Regions from separate parts of the Mus musculus genome. Here region 2 is linked to region 1. Evidence: chromatin contacts called from public promoter capture Hi-C data. All regions are on one chromosome and are shown on one strand. Each heading gives the region's core, a stretch centred on a gene start, on an enhancer-like site or on the middle of the called end of the contact. The rest is flanking DNA. Distances are from core to core; before and after follow the strand shown. Region 1 holds the start of 1810013A23Rik (RIKEN cDNA 1810013A23 gene). Region 2 holds the start of Clps (colipase, pancreatic).

Evidence for each region. Promoter capture Hi-C pulls out the DNA fragments that hold promoters and counts their contacts.
Region 2: a promoter capture Hi-C map of hematopoietic stem and progenitor cells shows a contact between it and region 1, with 2.9 times the contacts expected there. The contact joins the promoter of Clps here to the promoter of 1810013A23Rik in region 1. A contact is called at or near these places in 8 of 39 promoter capture datasets (the 3T3-L1 cell line, the C10 cell line, cranial neural crest and 4 more), 1 of 115 datasets of contacts at active chromatin or transcription factors (pancreatic cancer cells) and 1 of 9 other capture datasets (adipose tissue).

Annotation. Positions count from the first base shown.
Region 1 is chr17:28,268,188-28,273,957 of GRCm38.p6, forward strand. It overlaps 1810013A23Rik (RIKEN cDNA 1810013A23 gene), which reads left to right and starts at 3,521. Exons shown (of 3, transcript NR_045427.1): 1 at 3,521-3,700; 2 at 4,014-4,057; 3 at 4,784-4,976. The region is part of intron 2 of Ppard (peroxisome proliferator activator receptor delta); the gene reads left to right.
Region 2 is chr17:28,556,598-28,562,683 of GRCm38.p6, forward strand. It overlaps Clps (colipase, pancreatic), which reads right to left and starts at 4,169. Exons shown (of 3, transcript NM_025469.3): 1 at 3,974-4,169; 2 at 2,164-2,286; 3 at 1,613-1,843. The coding sequence starts at 4,060. The coding sequence ends at 1,712. It overlaps Mir6969 (microRNA 6969), which reads right to left and starts at 1,904; the gene lies at 1,844-1,904.

The DNA of each region.
Region 1 (5,770 bases), core at 2,271-4,770:
GGCCGGAAAGGAGCGATAGAGCAAAGCTCTTCCTAGCTCAGTGTAGACAGGCCGGAAAGGAGCGATAGAGCAAAGCTCTTCCTAGCTCAGTGTAGACAGGCCGGAAAGGAGCGATAGAGCAAAGCTCTTCCTAGCTCAGTGTAGACAGGCCGGAAAGGAGCGATAGAGCAAAGCTCTTCCTAGCTCAGTGTAGACAGGCCGGAAAGGAGCGATAGAGCAAAGCTCTTCCTAGCTCAGTGTAGACAGGCCGGAAAGGAGCGATAGAGCAAAGCTCTTCCTAGCTCAGTGTAGACAGGCCGGAAAGGAGCGATAGAGCAAAGCTCTTCCTAGCTCAGTGTAGACAGGCCGGAAAGGAGCGATAGAGCAAAGCTCTTCCTAGCTCAGTGTAGACAGGCCGGAAAGGAGCGATAGAGCAAAGCTCTTCCTAGCTCAGTGTAGACAGGCCGGAAAGGAGCGATAGAGCAAAGCTCTTCCTAGCTCAGTGTAGACAGGCCGGAAAGGAGCGATAGAGCAAAGCTCTTCCTAGCTCAGTGTAGACAGGCCGGAAAGGAGCGATAGAGCCCACTCTTCTTTGAACCAGTGAGGAAGCTTCCAGAACATGAAAATGTTCTGCTCTAGAGACTCAGAACAGGCCGGGTGGTGGTGGCGCACGCCTTTAATCCCAGCACTTGGTAGACAGAGGCAGGCGGATTTCTGAGTTCGAGGCCAGCCTGGTCTACAGAGTGAGTTCCAGGACAGCCAGGGCTACACAGAGAAACCCTGTCTTGAAAAAAATAAAAACAAAAACAAACAAAAAAAAGAGACTCAGAACAGGCAGTAGCTCCCGAGGCAGGCTGCAGGCACTCCACAGAGATGAAAGAGATGAACACTTCTCTTATGGACATGACATGAGCCAGCTCCTTCTGTTGGGGAGGAGGAGGTTAGAGGAGCTACATGCCTTGTTTGAGACAGACTTTTTCACTGGGACTTGGAGCTTGCTAAGTGGGCTAAGCTGGCTGGCCAGTGAGCCCCAGGGACCCGCCTGCCTCTGCCTCCCCAGTGTTGGGCTTACAGGTGCAGCCACCACACCCAGCTCTTTCATGTGAGCTCCAGGCATTCAACTCAGGTCCCCATAGTTATACAAGTGACTTACCAATTGTGCCGTCTGTCCCCCCCAGCCTGAGCTAGCTCAGTGTTTTAAATGAGCCACATAAGAAAGGGCAGGAAGAGCACACAGGCAGAGCACCCATGCTTAGGTCTCAGTCCCCTCTGGGCAGTCTTGAACTCGCCTTTGGTCAGCACATGCCTGCTCTGTACCCACCACTTGGGGAGCTTGTGGGAAACGAGGGTACCCAGCACTTGTCCTCCGAGGGCCTCACACATACACAGCATTAAGCAAAGCTTGCTGATGGTGACTGGTCAGGAGCGCTGTCAGCTCTTCCAGGGGCATTGGGATTGCTCTGGTGGGGACTGGACACTCAGGACCTCTCCAGGGTTCTGGAAGGGGTCACCATCACCCCTTGGCAACAGACACCTATGGTGACTTCAGGTGTGCCTGTGGTCACACCCCAGGCAGCCAAATGCATGTCAGATGCGTTAGCAAGCAGACGTGGGAAGAGCTGTGGATGGGGAGGCGGAGGCTTATCTAAGGAAGTGGTGGCCAAGCCCATGTCTGACGGATGAGGAGGCATAAGTCAGAGTGAGTAGTGGCTGAGGTGGCCCAGGCAGAAAGAGCTGCCTCAGTGGATGCCTCAGGGTAGGGAGCGCCCTACTGCTGGGTTTAAGATGTCAGGCCCTCTGCTTCTCCACTGACTTTGCCGACCTCTGGTGCTCTCTCTCTTTCTTCTGTCTCTTTCCACTCCGATTTAACTTACCTTATACTTACTGGTGTTTTGCCTGCATGTGTATCAGCATCATGTGTATGCAGTACTGCGTGAAAGCCAGAGGGGGTGTCAGATCTTCTTGGAACTGTAGTTAGAGACCGTGCAAGCGCTGGGGATGGAGCCTGAGGGTTAGTGCTCTTAACCACTGAGCCATCCGAGGTCTCCCCTCCGAAGTCCAACCTCAGAGTTAGGTTCACGTGTTATACCTGGGATCCAAGGCCACGGCCTGCGCCTTATCTGAGAGCTGGATGCCTCAGCGAGGTGCGGCTCACTGGCTCTGCCTGCCCCACTAGCCCTCCTGCTTGGCCTTTCCCACCTTGCCAGCGTTCATTCTTCTGCAGGCTCTGCTTCCTGTGTGGTCTCCTCACACAGCTGTTGGTGCCTGGGTCAGTGTGTTTACACATGCTCAGCACCCACGCCGGGCCAGGAAGTGACTCTACCTGAGGAGGACTCTGGCTGCTGTGCGTGCGTGCCTGCGGGAGCCTGCCCCTGGAGCCACATAAGAAAGGGCCTAAAGGACTGCAGGTTCCCAGCAGTCCCTGGCTGTCAGGATTTGGGAACAAGGAACAGAAATTTCCAGAAACCCTTCAATTTATAAATTATTCTGTGTCTTTCACACAGAATTTTAAAGGAATGTTTTCACTTTATGAATTTTAAAAGAAAAAAAACTGACTTTTCCTGCTTCCTTCATTTTTTGATGCCTGAGACAAAGGAGGGTCTCAGGCTCCAGATCTTCCCATATCTCTGTGCTGATAATGGCGTTTCAGGCACGGGGCCCCACACGCTCGTTTTAATTTAATTTTCTGATATGAAGTGTGAAGGCCTAAGTTCCATTTCCAGAGCCTGCACTAAAAGCTTGGCTGTGCACCTGCGAGCGCAGCACGGGGAGGTGGAGAGAGATGGGTCTCTGGGGCATACCGGCCAGCCTAGCCTGCTCACCAGCCTCCAGACCTGTGAGAAACCTTGTCTCAGAGGCGGGAGGTTGCTTTCCCTAGGAGGCCTGCCACCTGCAGGTTCAGGAAAGATCGTGGGTTCCCAGCCAGCCAGGACTATAGAATGGAAATCCCATTGTATAGAAGGCACCTAAAGGCCATGCCTTTAGTACCAGCAGAGGCCTGGAAGGACTGACCTCTGCGTGTGCGAGCCACTGGCGACCATCACTCCCATGTCATGAGTAATGGCAGTTAAGAAACGTTTTTTTTGTGAGCCGGGTGTGGTAGTGCACGCCTTTAATCCCAGCACTTGGGAGGCAGAGGCAGGCGGATTTCTGAGTTTGAGGCCAGCCTGGTCTACAAAGTGAGCTCCAGGACAGCCAGGACTACACAGAGAAACCCTGTCTCAAAAAACCAAAAAAAAAAAAAAAAAAAAAAAAAGAAAGAAGCGTTTTGTGATGAACCTTCAGAACCAGTATTCCTGGGTTTGGGACCACTCAACCCTGCTGCCTCTTCGCATGACTGTAACAGCACTTCCGGACCCGAGGCTGCGTGAGATTGAGCTCCCAGGCCAGGCCACTCTGCTCATGAGCCAAGCTTACTTGTGTTTGGGGACAGTCTTGCCTTGTCCCTGTGCCAGTCCTACCTCTGATGTGGTTGGCCAGCACTAAGGTCACTCCAGTACAGGGCTCCCAGGACACCACACCCTGTGTTTCCCAGCGCCCTGTGCACCTGGCAGTCTCAGGTAGAAAGCAGGCCCTCCGCTGGGCTAGCTGCAGGCCCCCTGCCTGCTCTCAGCCTCTTTTAGAGGGAAGGCTGTGTCCAAGGTATCCTGCAGGCACCCTTCCAACCCCCACCTACTCCCTCGGGGACGTGCAGGCTGTAAGGAGCAGACTGTGAGCCATGGTAAGGTCAGTGCCTAGGGTTCCCAAGCTGGCCTGTGAATCCCAGGTAGATAAGGAAGGCCCTGCCTCGATCTGGACTCCTGGGGAAGAGAGAAGCAGGAAGCTTCAGTGGGGAAAGGTGCGGAAGGCCTTGCCAAGCAGGTTATGGTGGGTGGGGAGCTACCACCTGCTGTAGCCCCAGGATTTGGGTGGAGACTGTGGTAGAGGCCTCCAGAAAAGAGGGCTGGGCAGCTGAGTGCCGAGTGGCCCGGGACTGGCTGAGTGGCCTCTGCTGCGGCGGCCCACAGCCAGCCCACAGACCTGTCTCTATCCAGTTTGCAGCATCCGCATCCTCAAGGAAGCCGCTCCTGAGCCCTGGGTGAGTAGAGAGGACTCTGTCCCTAGCACTCCTCGGTGTCCTCCAGAGCATTTATTGTTGAGAAGTCGGTGGCTAGGGCTGAATCAGTTTGTTGTCTTTCCTGTCTGGGCCACCTTGTCCTCTGCCTATTGCCACAGCACCAAGACAGTCAGCTCTCTGGGCGTTCCGAGTGCCTGTTCTGTGCTGTCCTCCCTCTTCGGCCTCCCGGGAAGCTCATGAGTTGGAGGCCAAGGCCGGAGAGTCCTGGCAAGGAACAGGTTGCTCTGTGCAGGCTGGGGAAAGTGCTGGGATGTCTTCCCCTGGCTCATGGCCACCTCAGAGCCTGCATTTCAGCACTCCTGAATGAACCAGTGTTTACAGGTTGTCCCTGTCACCAGTGTAACATCTGGTGCACAGAGGCATGTGTCCTCGGCATTCTGTGTCGAGCCGGTTCCTTGCTTGTGAGGTGAAGGAGCCCAGTGTGACCTGAGTGTGTGAGGTGTACTGTCCTGTTAATGTGGTGTGCAGGTGTCACCCCTGTAGCCTGCTTCCGGCGTTATTTCTCTGTCACATCCGCAGACCCCCTCCTGAGTGAGCGTGCAGGCTGCCAAGGGAATCTGGGGGATCCTAGCGGGTAGATCTGTGGAGGGCATGGTTGGGCTCCCATCTCTAGAGTGCTCTACTAGGGCAGGGAGAGCCCATCTGCTCCGCTGCCTCTCCACTCAACCGCTTTGTCCCTTTTCTCAGGGACCAGGAAAGCCTTGGGGACTTCCTGCTTTCCAGAGCTGAGTGAAGCAGCCCTTATCTGGAACTCGAAAGCCCCAGGAGGTGTGTGCTCAGAAGCAAACAGAGGCTGACCTGAGGCTTCCTTACGTCAGCACCCTCCTCAACTGCTCCTGGGAGCTTAGCCGATGCTTTTCTTTAAAGTTCTTACTTATGTACATTTGTTTGTTTGTTTGTTTGTTTGTTTGTTGTTATCTCTGTGTGTGCCTGTGCCCATGTATGATGGTCAGAGCACAGCTTGTAGGAAAGAGTCTGTTCTCTCCTTCTACCATGTGGGCTCACTTCAGGGCACCACCAGGCTTGATGGCAAGTGCCATGTGTCATGCCCTACCTACTGAGTCACCTCATAGGCAGAGCTTCAAGCTTCACTTCTTCACTCAGTACCAGCATGCCTGTGTGATGTCAGCATGCCTGTGTGATGTCAGCATGCCCGTGTGATGTCAGCAGGTCCATAATGCCAGAGATAGGAGGATCAGGAGTTCAGTGTTATCCTTGGTGAATTCAAAGCTGGACTGAGCTGCATGAGACTATATGAGTCAATCTCCTCTCTCTCCCTCTCTCCCTCTCTCCCTCGCTCCCTCTTTCCGAGACTGGCTCTCACCATGTAACTCTGGCTGGCCTGGAACTCTCTATACAGACCAGGCTAGCCTTGAATTCACAGAGATCCCCCTGCCACAGCCTCCCAAGTGCTAGGATTTCAGTTGTGCACCACTATGCCTAGCCAGCATGAGACTTTCAAGAAATCAAAGTTAAAATAGGGATGGAGCGATGGCTCAGAGCTTGAGGTCAGTTATTACTCCTGCAGAGGACCCAAGTTCGAGTCCCAGCACCCCACATCAGATAGCTTACAAACTCCCATTGCTCCAGCTCCTGGGAGCCTGATGCCTTCTTTTGGCATACATGGACACATACCCACTCACATCAAAAGCAACAAAAATACATCTTTAAAAT
Region 2 (6,086 bases), core at 2,919-5,418, 290 kb after region 1:
CAGACTTGAGTTCATTCTGCATACTTACAGAGTAGGGGTAAGGGGCTACGGACAGGAGATGCTGTCCTGGAATTCTGTGCCCCCAAGCTCCCACTCCTGCTCCTACATCAGCTTCCCCATGGCTTCAAGGCTGAAGCCCTTTGCCCTAATCCACTTCATCTGCTTCCCTGACACCACTCCCTCTCCAGGCCTCAAGCAATTAGGGCAGAATTGCAAACAGTTGTCTGGGAGGAGCAGCTGCAGAGTTACGTGATAGTCACATGACCCACACTCTAAGGCTGAACTGAAGATAGCGGTTGTTTGGCTGGGAGAATAGTCCTGTACAGCACACATTCATGGCTGTTTCTTCTGGCCTGTTTCTCCTGCTAGCCCAGAATCATAGGTCCACAGGAGTTCTTCTCCCAGCCTTTGATTATATGGTCATGACATAGTAGGGGCCAAGCCTTTAGCTGTACCCTAAAAGAGCTCTTCACTTTTGGACCATCCTATGTAACCACAACAACAGTGGCTGTTCCCCCCTCCCTCAGCAACAGCTTGTTTTGAATGTATCTCCCTATCACCCCCACACAGTCTCCCCTCCCAGAGGAGGGTGCAACCCTCTCGGGCTGCCACTGCCCTAAGACTGTACTATCTGGGAGGGTGGCAGTCTCTGAGACTGGCAGGAGGAAGCAGCAAGTGGCATAACAGAGAACGTTGGGTCCGGGATGATTAGGAGAAAGAAGAAAGGCTCTGGTCCTGGGGTTTGGGCTACAGTTGTCAGAGAGACTGGGGGACACAGCACCTGCCCTGAGCTCACAGGGCTAGCCCCACTTATTGAGCACATAACTGATTATGAGTCACTTTTCTCAGGGTTAAGGGGGTTGGAAACCGCTGCTCAAGGCAAACTTCTTCATATCACAATGCCCACAATTGGGGCAGACCAAGTATAGCTGCAAGGGAGGCTGGATGGCCCTGCCTGAGAATTTGTGATCCTTCTCCCAGAGCTGGGCTTGCCACCTCCTCAAGTAATACTGGAGTTCCACTGTCAAAAAAGAGGGGCAAAGCCACTCCCCCTTCTATGGTGCAGGCCAGGTGCAGAGGCAGGAGACACATTTAGCCTTGAAAGAGGGCCACGGTGGTGCTTTTGCATGTATCTAGACTGACAACAGTGCCCATGGTATTTTAGGCTCATCAGAGCTTGAGGGAAGTATCTTCGGTGTGCAGAAGTGCCAAGGGAGTTGGGCTCTACAGAAACACAGGACTGCCGATCACTGTAGTTGCCTGAACAAACGTTTCTCCCAGTAAGCCTGGGGCTCAGAGTCACCTGTTCTGAAATTCTGGGAGGGTGACATGGCTCAGCAGGTGTTTGCTGTAAAGTCTGATGACCTGATCAGATGCAGGGCCCCAACGAATCCCCAATGGAGGCTGGTGCTGTCTGCACCTGCTTGCTTGTCCTCAGGGGCTTGGAGGGGTGGAAGGCCTGGAGCCTGCTTCTTAAGCCCGACTCTAGTCCTGCCTATTCACCAGGCTGTGGACCTCAGTCTCCACACGCCCTTCTGCCCTGTGGGACCCTGGCCCTGGTAGACAAAGGTTTATGAGACTTTTACTTGCAGAGCAAGGACAGGCAGAGACGGACAAGGTTGCAAGTGGGTTTTAATTGCCAACAGCTGGCTGGCTCAGATGGGACAGAGGGAGAAAGAGAAGAAGGTATAACCCAGCTAACTGCGTGATCTCACTGCTTGGAGCGCCTGGAGTCGAGGCAGATGCCATAGTTGGTGTTGGTGATGGCGCCGATGATGCTCCTGTCCCCCTCACAGGTCAGGCCCCGCTCACAGGGACACCGGTAGTAGATCCCATAGAGGGTCTGCAGAGATGGGAACAACAGAGTCACTTGGTTATCTTTTGCTCCCTACTCTGCTGGGAACTGGCTGTCTGGTACTTCCCAGGGTGTTCCTGACTGCCTCACCAGGGGACCATGCATTAGGCCTTCTCCAATACTCCCACTAACTTAATGGCACAGAGGGGCCTCTATTTACCCTGTGGAATGGGAACACACACATACCTAGGGGTCACTGTGAAAGTCAAGTGGGGTCATGGGATGAGCTCCTGAGACCTCCTGTCTCACTCCTTCAACATTGCATGTCCAGATGCTCCCCCCCACTCCCTCCACTCCAGGGCACACACCTTTGGGGAGCACTCGCTGTTCTCCATGGCCTTGTGTGTGCAACGGGCAATGCCCAGGATGGTGTCATGTTGGCAGCATCTGCTCTTACACTGCATACTGTTCAAACAGATCTCACCGTCCTCCTGCAGGGACAACATGTCAGCCCAAACCCTTCCCCCATGCCTTTCTCCAGAGCTTGTCCCTGGCCCCACCACAGCTATAATCAGTGCCTCCCTTGATGGGTCTGGGATCACTGTGCCCTACCCATGTCAGGAGGTGGGGGGCAGCAGAGAAGCTATCCTGGGTTAGGAGTGCAGGCCTATAGGTCCTACTGGCTGCTCCTGGTGACCCTGGCCAGCCACTGGCACCTTGCTGCCTTGCACAGGTGCCCCCAAAGCAGGGCCTCCCACATTTCCTTCCTTCCTTTCTTTTTATTTATTTATTTTTATTTTTTTTTAAAGATTTATTTATTTATTTATTATATGTAAGTACATTGTAGCTGTCTTCAGACACTTCAGAAGAGGGGGTCAGATCTTGTTACGGATGGTTGTGAGCCACCATGTGGTTGCTGGGATTTGAACTCTGGACCTTCGGAAGAGCAGTCGGGTGCTCTAACCCACTGAGCCATCTCACCAGCCCCCTTCCTTTCTTTTTATGAGACAGGATCTCACAGCCCAGGCAGGAGTGGATTTAGCCCAGGCTGGCCTCAACCTGTGACCGCCTGCCCCAGCCTCCGCAGAGGTGGGATTATACACAGGCATCATGTGCTTGGCTTCAGCCACTTCTTAGAGGAGCCTGTGAAGGTGGCAGCCATCTCTATACAACACCCCACACTTACTGGACACAGAGGCACTAGCTTTTTTTTTTCTCTCTCTCTCTGTGTAGCCCTGGCTGTCCTGGAACTCACTCTGTAGACCAGGCTGGCCTCGAACTCAGAAATTCTCCTGCCTCTGCCTCCCAAGTGCTGGGATTAAAGGTGTGCGCCACCATGCCCAGCTGAGGCACTAGCTTTTAATCTCAGCACTGGACAGGCAGAGTCGGGTGGCTATGCGTTCAAGGCTAGCCTGGTCTACAAAATAAGTTCCAGGAAAACCATGGCTACACCATGAGGTCCTGTCTCAAATGAGTAGAGGACTCTACCCTTGTTCAAAAGACATGTACAGAGGTTTCTGGGCTGTCCTGGGCTAGCCCACACCCCTCGCCTTCCCTGGGGCTGCTGGCCATGCAGGGCTTGCCCCACTGAGGCATGATGAGAAGGCAGCATGGGTCCCTGCACAGGGGCTACAGCCCCAGTTTCCCCAGCTTCCTCTGCCTGGCTCTGGGCTGTACTATGAAGATAAACTACACATCCTCCCAGCCTTTAGAACTGGGTCTAGTCCACAGAAAGGTATCATTAGGAGGCTGGAGAGATGGCTCTGCAGTTAAGAGCACTGACGGGTCTTCTAGAGGCCCTGATGTCCTCTTCTAGTGTGTCTGAAGACAGCTACAATGTACTCATAGAAATAAAAGTAAATGATAAAGGTATCATTAGAAGGTAGAAACTAGAGTCATTATCATGCGCTTTTTAAGAAAGTTGTCAGTCTTTAAGTCACGGGACCTTCCTATCCAGGGTTCTAGACAAGCCTTAGGGCTCTCTGTCTTTGCTGCAGAGAGCACTTTCTCCCTCTCAGTCAGGTGGAGTTCGGAGCTGTTCTCCATCTCTCTGGCAAAAAGGCTCCTAAGACAGCCGAGAACTCAGGGAGGGATGCCCTAGCTGTGTGCTGCCGGAGGTCAGAAGCCGTGCTTTCAAAATCCCCATGAGACTCGGCCGGCTGTACAGAGGTTCCTTACCAGGTTGATAATAAGACCCCGGGGTCCGGGAGCTGCATAGGCCACTGCAAGGAGGGACACAAGCAGAAGAACAAGGACCTTCTCCATGGTGTCTGGTAAAGCTGGGGTGGATGGAAGCTGGAAGTTCAGACAGCAGAAGGCAAGAGCCAAGTGAGGGAGAGAGCCTTTAAAGAAGCCCTATCTACACATGACCCGCCTTCGGCACACTGTGACACAAACAGTCACAGATGTGGTCTGTCAGCTGGGGGAGGGTCCTGATAAGGTGGTTGACAAAGGTCATATTGTGTGTGTGTGTGTGTGTGTGTGTGTGTGTGTGTGTGTGTATACTCATGCGTGCACGTACTCCAGTTCATGGGACTATGGGTCATGTTATCACACTATGGTTAAGACAATAGACTCTGGGGCTAAGTCTTTCAGTGTTAGAGTATTTGCCCACCCAGTGCTTATGAGCTCCTGGGTTTGATACCCAGTAGCACAAATAAGGGGGAAAAGGGGGGGATGGGAGGAGCTGTGTGAGGGAGTACCGGGAGGAGAGGGGGGCTAATATTGGGATGTAACGTGAACAAATAAATCAATTAATTTTTTAAAAAGTGTGGGGAGGACCCTGGAGGAGTAACTGTACAAGATATCAGCTGGCAGAGATGGGTAGCCTAAACGTTCTAGCTGAGCCTTCTGGTCTGTCAGCCAGAAGTGACTTCAAGAGCCAGAATGGTGGAGTGGACTCCATCTGCCGTCTTGAGTTAACTGGAAACTCCTGAAGTGCGTTTATATGACATATGGCCATATGCATAGCACGCCGAATCAGACTGTTACCTGAGAGCTCTGGAGATCTGATCTGGTGACTTGAGCATGGAGTGGCAAGGCTGGGGTGACTCACAAGAGGAACCTAAGGTATTTGTGTCACCTGCTGTGAGGCCTGCCCAAACTCAGGTGGGTGTGAGGTTTAGGCAACAAGGGTCTTAGGAGCTTACCATAAGATTTCCTCCCATGCTTGTTGGGGATCCCTTTGGCTACCCTGGCTAAAATATGCATGTTCCCTGAAGAACAACCCCCTGCCCGGCCCAGGGAGCTGTCTACAAGGCAGTAACAGCCCTGTTGGACTCTCTCCAGTGACTCACTCTGCACCTGCAAATTAAGTATAAAAGCGACACCCCACTGGGCAATAGTGGTGCCCACCCATCCTCCATCGCCACACTCCTGAGGTAAGGCTTTCAGTCATTCTGCCCCCTACCCAAGGTCGTGTATAGATGGGAGTACTCCCTACTCCTGCCTGGGAATGAAGTGGTCTCCGAGCCTGGCGGTGCAGGCTGGGAAGAGTCCAGCTGCTGGAGTGTGCTCAGGTGTGCAAACAGAGAAGCTTTCCCTGAAGGTCTGCTTGCCGCCTGCCACCACCAACCCCAACCCCAGGAGGTGGAAAGCTGCCTCTGGGGCCCCAGGCTGGGGTGCTTCTGGGCACAGTTTTGATCTTGACCAACTTGGCTTCAAGTATCAGCACTTAGGAATGCCATGACCTTGGGAGTCATTCCCGGGGTCAGAACTCAGGGTCACCATCTGGAGGAGCCAAGAGACCCTCAGCATGAGAGGAACAAATGCCGGGGTCTGGGGGATGGGAGGGTGGGTGTAGAATCTGCCATCTCATTTTCAGGGACTTGTGTTGAAAGCCTCTCACCCCTTGTCTGTTCCCTTCCTCTGCCCGGGTTTGGCCAATGCCCCAGGTCCCCAGGTTCTGGGAGAGTGGCAAGGAGGCCATCAGGGTCCTTTCTTCACACTCCACCCAGTGACTTCAGAAACAGTCAAGACCACTGAGACACCTTCAGTGTGATGACTCCAGCTGCTCACAGGAAACTTCCTGTAGCTGAAGTTTTGACTGCTACAAGCACAGAGTTTAGCAAAGAGCTTGCTTCCACGATTCTGAGTCTCCTGATGCACATGAATTGAAGCCATTAAAAAAAACTGTAAAACCCAGGAGGCAGAAGCCAGAGAGGCCAGTCTGGTTTATAGAGACAGTTCTCAGGACAGCCAGGTTTACACAGAGAAATCCTGTCCCAAAAAAACAAAACAAAACAAAACAAACCCTAAGTCCTTCAGGTTTAACCACCTCCCTTCCCTGACC